2 separate regions of the Mus musculus genome follow, and region 2 is linked to region 1. The links are chromatin contacts, called in public Hi-C maps. All regions are on one chromosome and are shown on one strand. Each heading gives the region's core, a stretch centred on a gene start, on an enhancer-like site or on the middle of the called end of the contact. The rest is flanking DNA. Distances are from core to core; before and after follow the strand shown.

The links. Hi-C and Micro-C count contacts between places; a contact is called where the count stands out from the background.
Region 2: a Hi-C map of embryonic limb bud shows a contact between it and region 1, with 1.6 times the contacts expected there. The contact joins two enhancer-like sites. A contact is called at or near these places in 2 of 484 Hi-C or Micro-C datasets (embryonic limb bud and reprogramming fibroblasts) and 2 of 115 datasets of contacts at active chromatin or transcription factors (both in embryonic stem cells).

The regions. Positions count from the first base shown.
Region 1 is chr6:101,277,656-101,282,730 of GRCm38.p6, forward strand. All of the region lies in intron 3 of Pdzrn3 (PDZ domain containing RING finger 3), which reads right to left. All of the region lies in intron 1 of Gm33934 (predicted gene, 33934), which reads left to right. Among named protein-coding and RNA genes, the nearest start is that of Gm33934, 8.3 kb to the left of the region's middle. Within about 2 kb of position 3,291, at least 19 of the 459 cell types and tissues checked have an H3K27ac peak or open chromatin away from gene starts, as enhancers often do. A contact at or near this core is called in embryonic limb bud, where this site is marked.
Region 2 is chr6:101,430,069-101,434,654 of GRCm38.p6, forward strand. No RefSeq gene overlaps it. Among named protein-coding and RNA genes, the nearest start is that of Pdzrn3, 54 kb to the left of the region's middle. Within about 2 kb of position 3,058, at least 9 of the 459 cell types and tissues checked have an H3K27ac peak or open chromatin away from gene starts, as enhancers often do. A contact at or near this core is called in embryonic limb bud, where this site is marked.

The sequences.
Region 1 (5,075 bases), core at 2,041-4,540:
TATCTCTGAATAAAACAAAAACTTGTATATTAATAATTACAAAAACAAAGGAGAGCTAAAGTGTCCTGCAGAATACATTTTGAGAGGGGTAGTGAACTTTCCTCTCTACCTGCAGTTATCCTAAAAGCATTTTGGCAGGGAAACACTGAGAGCAGCTATCCCAACCTCATTTTCCTCTCTCTCTCTCTCTGTCTCTCTCTCTCTCTGTCTCTCTTTCTCTCTGTCTCTCTCTGTCTCTCTGTCTCTCTGTCTCTCTGTCTCTCCCTCCCTCCCTCCCTCCCTCCCCTCCCTCTCTCCCTCCCTCCCTCCCTCCCTCCGTCCTATTCTGCAGGATTCTCTCTGGTCAGCCAGGGGACTGGAGATGGAGTTCTGGGCAGAAAATGGGAAAGAAAGAGGAACAGACAGGAGTAGCATCAGCATTCAGGCAGATAGACATGCACTACCATGGTAAGGAAAGCAACCACAGTCCTGAATGAAACACAGCAAGCTGTAAAAGGGGGCTTGGGCACAAGGCCATGCTTGGGAAGAGAAGGAGAAACCAGCAAAGGGGTGCTTCCTGCTGGGAAATGCAGAGCAGAATCTTAAAGGGATATGTACTGAATGGGGAGGTGTGTTGACTTTTGGGACCACGATGAGGAAACATCAAAAGGGGCCTGAGCATGCTCTGCTTCTTCGTTAGACATAGGCTCAGTGCGTTCCAGGTACAGCCCCACACCTCGCACGGGTAGCAAGACATGGGACTATTTTCACAAAGTGGTGATACTTCCAGCTTTGGCAGAAAGCCTGAGTCTAGGCGTGTCCTCAAGGGACAGCAGCCAGTTAGAGATGCTGTGGGAATCAAACGAGGGATCTTGGCAGGAAAGAATTGAGAACTTCTCACATCTCAAGGGGAGAAGGCTCCAGGGACCCACTGTCAACGTATTTTCTTCCTGAGTAGACTCTACCTCGGCTGCGCCTCCTTCTAGCCTTGTTCAGCCAAGGATGAGACTTTTGCCTTCTGAACAAGTTTAGAGCCAGAGCCCGGACTGTCCTTCCCCCACTCCCCATGCCTAATAATTCTTATTTCTAAGAAGCAGAGATCAGCTGACCAAAGCTTTGCCAAGCTTCCAAGGATCAAAATGTGCACTTGGGAGGGGTGCGTGGTCAGATGGCGCCAGATGAAAAAGATGCTGGGCTCACTCGCTGCTTTGTGGTCTCTGAGTTGCCTCCAGCACAGCAGAGCAGAATCAAGACCTCCACCCTATGACCTAAAAACAAACCAATCTCTACAAAACATATTCAGTCCTGTGCAAGACGCTAGCGGGGAGAGGCGCAGATCCTAGTGAGACTGACACATCTCCCAGGCTGTGGGGACACCATCTAGTAATCTATCCTGCTACTCCTATGCCGCCTCATCAGACCTGCTAAGGACAAAGATGATATTAACCAACCCGACTCTCTAGCTGGGGCTGCCATTCAGGAGAAGCCTCTCCCAGGTTTGGAAAATAAATGTCCCCCCCCCCCCCCAGTAAGGGCAGCTTGAAGAATTGGCTAAATACACATCTCTACATTCATTCTAAGATTTAAGACTTATACACAGAGGGCAGGGACTAAGATCTATGGTTAAAGAGTCAAACCTGGCCTTCTGGCCATTTTGGTTTTTTTTTAATGAGGCTTGTGAGCTTTTAAGTGACCAAAATGATCCTACTTTGTGATGTATGAAAGTCTATGAAATTCAAATTTCTGTTTTCCAGAAATAAAGTTTTGATTGGAACACAGCCACACCCACTTGTTTTTAGTTTTGTCAAAGGCTCTTTTTTTTTTCCTTCGCTGGGAGAGCCAAGAAACTGTGACAGTCTAGTAATAGCTCCCGACCCGAAATGTCCACTCTCTGACCTTCTGAAAACACTGATCGCCAGCCTAGAGGACTAGCAAACAAGGCACTCACGAGGTATGCACCCAGCCACCCGCTCTGATGGAGAGTCAGTTTAGATTTAACTTTAAACACTCCGATTACTGCTACATCAATGCGAGGCTTTTAAACTCACCACAGTGATATGCCAGCATGTTCTACAGTTAAATGCACATTCAGGAAGGCTCAGATTTCTCACTACCCTGTAACCAGGCCCAAAACGTTCTCTATCCCCTCAGCCTCAGTCTCTGCAGCAACAAAATGGACTTTGCAGGAGGGCCAGTTTTCAGAGAGTTTGAGAATTAAACAGTTCGGTGAAATCTGACCTCTTTTGTTTTCTGAGACCTGTTATTCATTCAGGTTCTTTGTCTAGTTTTACATTTAGTCTTGCAACTGGATGGACAGATTTTTCCCTTCTCAGGATAGAGTTACTTGGTGATGGTGGTGGTAGTGGTGGTGGTGATGTTAGCCCTTCCTTAGTAAAAACTAGGGGAACAGAAATTTGTGGCTGCGTCATGTCCATACCGTACTCCCCCACACAGTCAGCACAGAGGCACAACACAGTATCTCAAACCAAATGCCTGGTGCTTTACTCGGAAACTTTACCTCTTAATGTGGTATCCGGCATCGAGCAAGTATCTGTATTGTAGAAATGTACTGACTGTCATCTCAGAACGCTGTCACTGTCTGTGGAGGGTGATACCCACCTAAGGAAGATAGGCTCTTTGGAATTTGCATCGGAGATGAATTACTTCTGTAAGGCCACAGCTTTTATAGTTAATGATATAACTTGAAGCATGCTACTTTGGGACCCAAGTGTTAACTATGAATTCACTCACACCCTCAGTGGTATGCGTCTAAATGAAAGGTAGGTCTCAGGAAAGCACACAATGTCCTAGCTAATGAGATATGACAAGAAAATAAAGGTAGAGATAGCTGATGAGAAGGAATTCTTATTATTTAGAGGGGACATGATAGGGTATTCCCAAAGAGCTTTATACAAAAACAAAACAAAAACAAACAAACAAACAAACAAAAAACAGATGAAGCTATTTTAAAAGTTATCAATAACAACATCTGCTCACACATGTTCATATATCCATATATGTATTCATATATAGGCATAATGCACACTCACACATAAAAAGCATCAAGTAGCAAATAAAATATGTGGTGATTCCTTGCCAGGAGAAAAAGCCCACGTTTTTTTCCCCAAGGAGCATGGGAAATGGGATGGAAGAAAATGGATCAGAGCACTTCAAATAACTGAAAGCTAGGAGTGCAGAAACGGAGCAGCTGGTGAAAGGTCCAGAGTGCAGTATGGTGATCTAGCGTAGAGATGAGAGCCTTCAAACAGACCTCGGCCCCAGTACAGCGCAGCAGGCGACACAAATCCCCCCCTCATTCAGTACTGCTGGTGAGTGCTTTCTGGAAGCTGTTTCCATTTAGGAGCAAACAGATTCAACTGGCAGAAAGGAAGCAGAAAGCTTTTGGGAAAGCAGCAGGAAATGAATGGGGGGGTGCATTCGCTGAGACCTGGGAAAGGGTCCAGAGCGTGCTTGTAAAAGGAGTTGGGGAGTCTGGGAGCCAATTTCCCAAATTTACAATTTGGAGATGGAGGGAAGTTCAATACCGTGAAGGAATTCTCATTCGCAAATACAGAGGGCTTGCTTGCTCTTCTTGGAGACTGCGCCTGTCATCAGACACTTGTGTTCTGGGTGTATGGGAAACTTTCGGACTCGAAGGTCTGGGTTTTACTTTACTATATCATCTTGCAAAAAGGAAAACGGGACACGATAGACGTGACCATCCTCTTAACATAGTTAAACTCATAGGTGTATCAAAGAAGAGTGGAGGCTGAAAGTCTAGCTGACAGAACTTAGAGAGAAAAAAATCGTCTATGTAGCCAATACATAATTCCTTTCCCCAAAAGAATTTTTTAAAAACAGATGTTTAAAAACTATAATAATTCTAAGTACCTTCAGCCCTGTAGGAAATTACAAAGAGAGTTTGAATTACCTTTGATAAACAAATTAGCCCCTTACAATCCATAGAGCTTAGAAAAAGCTATGGCCATTGGGACAGCTCTGACCCCTGTAGCCACTCACTGTAGTGAGCCTTGCAGAGAGTTTGTAGCCAGGTGCATCCTCCAGGCTCAGAAAAGGTCTGTATTCAAATGAGAGAGAAGCGGGCTTCCCAGTGATGCTTTGATGTGAGATCAGCCATTTCTAATAAAAGCCCCCCCCCCCCAGACGGGGTTACAGAGCAGAAATCTATATTTAGAAGGATATGTTTACACTGGCAAGCTTCCTGTTTAATTAATTTCCATTTATAAAGGAATAGCGGAGATTGGTGGCATTGTTAACCAGGCATGCAAATTAAAAGGGGACATAATCCTACTGTGCATTTTGGGAAAACAGCCAGTGTGTCTCAGGATGCAAAATGCACCACAGACAGTTCAGAGTTGTTTCTTTAAGGATATAGGTAGTATTCTTTCTAAAAGTTTAAAAAATAATGCCTCAGGCTGCGGAGACCCTTCTGTTGATAGAGTGCTTTTCACGCACAACTTGCATCTGATCCCTCGAATCCATGGAAAACCAGAATCAAAACAAAGCAAAGTGAAGGGCATGGTAGCCATGCTGGTAACCCTAGGGCAGGAGAGGTAGAGACAGGGGGAGCCCTGGAACTCTGGTTAGTGAGTGGAGCCAAATCAGAAAGCTCCAGGGCCTAGTGATAGGATAAAAACCAAGGAGAATAGAGTCTAATGGAGGACACCCATGGATGTTATTTAGACTCCATATGTATACAAGTGTCACATATGAACCTGTATATGTAAGTTTGCATGTATACACACACAGACACACACACACACACATACAGAGAGAGAGAGAGAGAGAGAGAGAGAGAGAGAGAGAGCCTTCTACATGACAATCTAAAGTTATGGCTCAGATGAATCAGAAAGCTTTTTGGTGGTCTGACTGTTTCGTTACAAACAGCAAAATAAATTAGCATGCATGATGCTGCTCAGAACAGCGTGGATCAGCATCTGTAACATCAGGGTTCTTTCGAGGGCTTCTTTGTGCAAAATCTCGAGCCCCTTCTATGTTTTGACTTTAAGTATATAAAGGCAGAAAAACATTGTGTTTTATGAATGCATGTCAGGTTTGAAAGAAGCAAGCCTCAT
Region 2 (4,586 bases), core at 1,808-4,307, 150 kb after region 1:
GTTGAAATTGTGCACTGGGAAAGTTTGGGACCATGTTGTTTATAAACCACAAATCTCAGATCAAGTTGGCATAAGCAAGAAGGGGCATTTCCTGTCCCCTGCAGCATAGAGTGAAAGGATTCACTTTCTGTGAGGCTAATCCAAGACTTAAATGAAATTGTGGAAATTGTTCCTTAGGGTTTTTTTTTATTTGTTTGTTTATTTTTTTTCAGCTTTAGAATCTCATACATGCATATAGTTTGGTCCAGCTCCTACCCTTTGCCCCAACACTGTTCACTCCCAATTGTGTGTGTTCCTTTCTTACAAACTCACAGGGTCCTCTTTGGTGTTTTGAGAAGAGATTAAATTGTAGTTCAGAGTTATTGCAAAAATGTTACCTGTTGGAAGTAAGTAAGGAGTGAAGGGGAGGTAGAAGGAAGAGATATTTCTCAGAGCAAGACAAAAAGGGGGGAAGGGGACCATTTCCACCTTAGTATTTAGCACCAAACAACAAGGTTGACAACACCTGGATGATGAAATTTAAGAAAAAAGAGCAAACATAAGTAATGTTGTAGATCAGAAAGCTCTACTTCTAGTTGGCAAGGAGTGGAAATGGCTGATCAGCAAGGCAAAAGTTTGTCCAAACAATCAGGACTCCTCAGTTCCATAGTACCACACACATAACACTCCACATACTTGGATTATAGGAGGATTTGGGGACTTGGGGATAGACAGAGTCACGCTTAGGCATCTTACCCTGTCACATTTGTAGCTGTGGTATCCACAGGGAGTGTGTCTCAAAGGCATCCTGAGGTAGTTTCTAACCCCAGTTCTGTCCCTTGCTCGGTTATGTGATTCCTCAGGTCCTCATCCCTCACTGTTGGATTTCTTCTAAACACACACACACACACACACACACACACACACACACACACACACACACACGTGTGTAAGGTATGCATATACGCCAGGGTGTTGTCCTTTAGAGTTGCCCACCTTGGTCAGAATGTTTTGTTTTTGAGACAGGTTCTCTCACTGCTAAGGAACTCACCAAGGAAGCTAGGTTGGTTGCTTAGTGAACCCAGGTCCTCTCTCTACTTCCTGACCTGCCATCAGCCTCTAGCCCCAGAGAGAGAGAAAGAGTAAAATTGCCAGAAACCATCAGCTTTTGGCTCCAATCACTTGATGTCTTATCCTTGCTACTTTCCTTGGGTACTTGGCTGCCAGGAGGTATCTCTCCAGCATCGGGAATGCAAGTGTGAAAGTACATTCTATCATACCCAGATGGTGTGTGTGTGTGTGTGTGTGTGTGTGTGTGTGTGCACATGTGCACACATGAGTGGGCCCACATGCATGTGTATATGAGACCCTCCCTGCCTTGCTTTTTAAGACATTGTGTGTTAGCATTCCTTCTAGGCTCTGTCCACAGTTACCTGGCAACAACAGCCAGGTATGCCTGACTCACTCTAAAAGGGACTGCTTGCCACCTCCTCTCTCTCTTGCTCTCTTACATTCTTCCATCTCTGTTCCTTCTTTCCCCATTCTCCTTTCCCCATCTTGCTCTGTATGTCCATGACCAGACACTACTCTTCTCTCTCTGTCTCCCTCTCCCTCTTCTTCTCCACCCCCCCCCCACCTCTGCCTTGTCTCTACTACCCCTTCAACTCCCCTCCCCATGCCCTAAATAAACTCTATTCTATAGTGTACCTTTGTGTGGCTGGTACCTCTGGGGGAAGGGATGCCTCAGCATGGGCCCACAGAGTCACCTCCTTCCCCGGCACCATACCACACCTCCACCAAACATAATCCTGGCTTCCTCTTCTTTTTAATAAAACACAACACTGTGTCTGCTGAAACTGGAACTAGATTGACTTGTCAATAAACCCCAGAGATCTTCCTGTCTCTGTCCCGCAAATACTGAAATTACAGATGGCTGCCTCCATACCCAGACTTACTTGGGTGCTAGGGATCTGAGTTCAGGTTCTCCCACGTATGCACCAAGCAGTTAACCCATTGGGTGCTCTTCCCAGCCTCTGAAAAACACATCTTAAGGAAAGGACAGACAAGTAATTTTGAAAAGAGAGCAAGAGAATCCATATGACATGAAATTGGAGAGGGAATACTAGGGGGAAGGAGGGGACGAGAGGGTGAGGGAAGGGGAAGGGAGAGGCAAGGGATATGGAGGAATCCACTAAAACAGACATTTTATGAAAATATCATAATGAAATATTTTATATGCTAGTTAAAAGAATAAACAACAACAAAACCTAGGGGCTGTAGGAGTTTAGCCTGGGCAGTATGATAAAGATCAGTCAAAGCTCTCCTCCTACTGCCTACCCCAGTGCCTGGCACACAGAATTCATTCAGTGAAGGTGAGGAGTCCTCCCTCTACTCCCTGTTATGAGGTCAGTGGTCTTGCTTTGGTTTGGCTAACATGAACTTCTAGTGAATGATCAAATGCACAGAATCTGACCCAAGGTCTCTTATCACATGCGCAGGAATGACAGGATCACGACTTGTCTAGAAAAAAAAAAAACAGATTATAGGCTAAGTGATGGCTTGCCTTGGGGAACAGACAGACTCAGCTCTTTTCCTAGCACAGAGGTAGCTTCAGGATTCAACTCCAAGCCTCAGTTTCCCTATTTACCAACACTTGCAGGACTATCAGACAAGCATGAAGAATTGAGGCATTGAGTTTAATATCATGGCCAGGCCTTGGACAATGTCCATGAGAAATAATGACAGAAGGAACCACACTCATTTTTGTTAGTGGCCTACAAGGCTGCTTCATGTCCTGCACACCAAGATCTCTGATGGAATCTCAGTTATATCTTGGGGGTGATGTTAGTTACATGATAAACTTGCTTTACCATATGGGCCTCCTTAGTCATCCTTGTTAACTGGTTGGAATGTGACACGAGAGTCCATTTGCCTGCTGGGTGCCTTTTAAAGAAGGGGGCCTGGACTTCATTCTACTGGTGATTTATTTAAAAATGCCTGCAAGCGAGGAGACGTGAAATGTTCTGCAGAGTCTGTGTCCGCGTCTTGTCCCAGAGTGATCCTGTGGCTGTTCGTTTGCTGTTTACGGGGCACGACTGCCTAATTTATAGACTCTGAAGAAACAAGCAGGCTTTTGGATTGCCTAATATAGTTTTTAATGCAGCCATAAATTCAGGGCCATTTATAGAACATCATGCCTCAAAATGCTCTCCTCAGCTCTGTTACCTAGGAGGAGAAAGTGAGGCTTTTGCTCTATCACGCTAAAAACCAGAAAAATGTCAAAAGAAAAACCTGTCGAATGGCACTGAGTTCATAGAGTTGTATGTGAGCTTCGGTCTGGAGCAACACTCAGAAAGTCCAATTTTCTCTTAAAATATCTGTTTGTTTCCCAGCACAGAAGATGACTTGGAGACTGTTGGGAATATTTTCCCAGAAGAACTTGATTCTACTCTCATGTCCCCAAAATATTCCTCTGTTCTTAAAAGAATTTTTGCAATCACACAGCTGCTATAAAGTAGCAAGTGACATCTGACCTACATACATACATATATATATTTTTTCCATAACATCAAAGCTGTTTAATTACCTTAATTCTTCTCTGGAGTCTAACTTTCTCAAGTTTTTGTTTGTTTGTTTGTTTGTTTTTGTTTTTGTTTTTTAAGTCTGAACTTAGAGATAAAACAGTAACAACCAGGCATCCTCAGGGACCCACACTTTCTTGGGTGTTGCTCTTCTGTTGCTTTCTGAGGTGAGTGCTTTTATCACCTTAGGAAGTTTCAGAGAAAGGTCCCCTTTCTTCTGCCTCTTCCTGTCCTCCCCATCGACCCGGCCCCCACCTTATTTCTATTTTTCCTTGAACGTGGTGACTAGTTCCAGGCCTGCTTGTGTCAAGACAAGATACTGTTGTTAGAAAAATGAACTGGGGGTCATGCATTTATCTCTGTCTCTTTGCCTCCTCTGCAGAATCCAGAGCAAGACAAATTATGGATGACCCGCCTTTATCTGAGCCGAGCTGGAATGGAGATAAATGCCTTGGAAGGCGGGGCGAAGAGAAACAGAACTGTGTTAGAAAAACAGTTTGATGGAGGTAGTGGCAGGGGGTGGGGTGGGGGCCTGTGTGTTGCATTGAGTTTTATAATTGGCACCACGGAAGGGGTTCTAGAAGCAATCTACTGGCACTCCACCTTGGCATGGAAGCAGTGAGGTGGGAGGAAAGTGTAAATTCCTGTCATTTTCTTGTTACCTTAGGAGGTTTAGGGCCATAGAACACAGGTCAAGCATGTGGGGGTCTGAGTTCAGGCAGCTTGGTTTGAGTCTTGCTTGTGTTCAGAAACGAGTTCAGGAGTATTCCCTGCTTTATCTTATGCCAGATTCAGTGTATCTGGTTTTATGTTGAAGTCCTTGATTCTTTTGGAGTTGAGTTTTGTGTGGGGTGATAAGTATAGAACTATAGTTTTCTACAAGCAGGCATTCAGTTTGACCAGCACCATTTGTTGGAGATGCTGTCATTTTTTCAGGGTATATTCCTGACTCTATTATCAAAAATCAGTCTTATGTGTATAAATTTAAGTCTGAGTCTTTAAGTCAATTCCATTGATCAACATGTC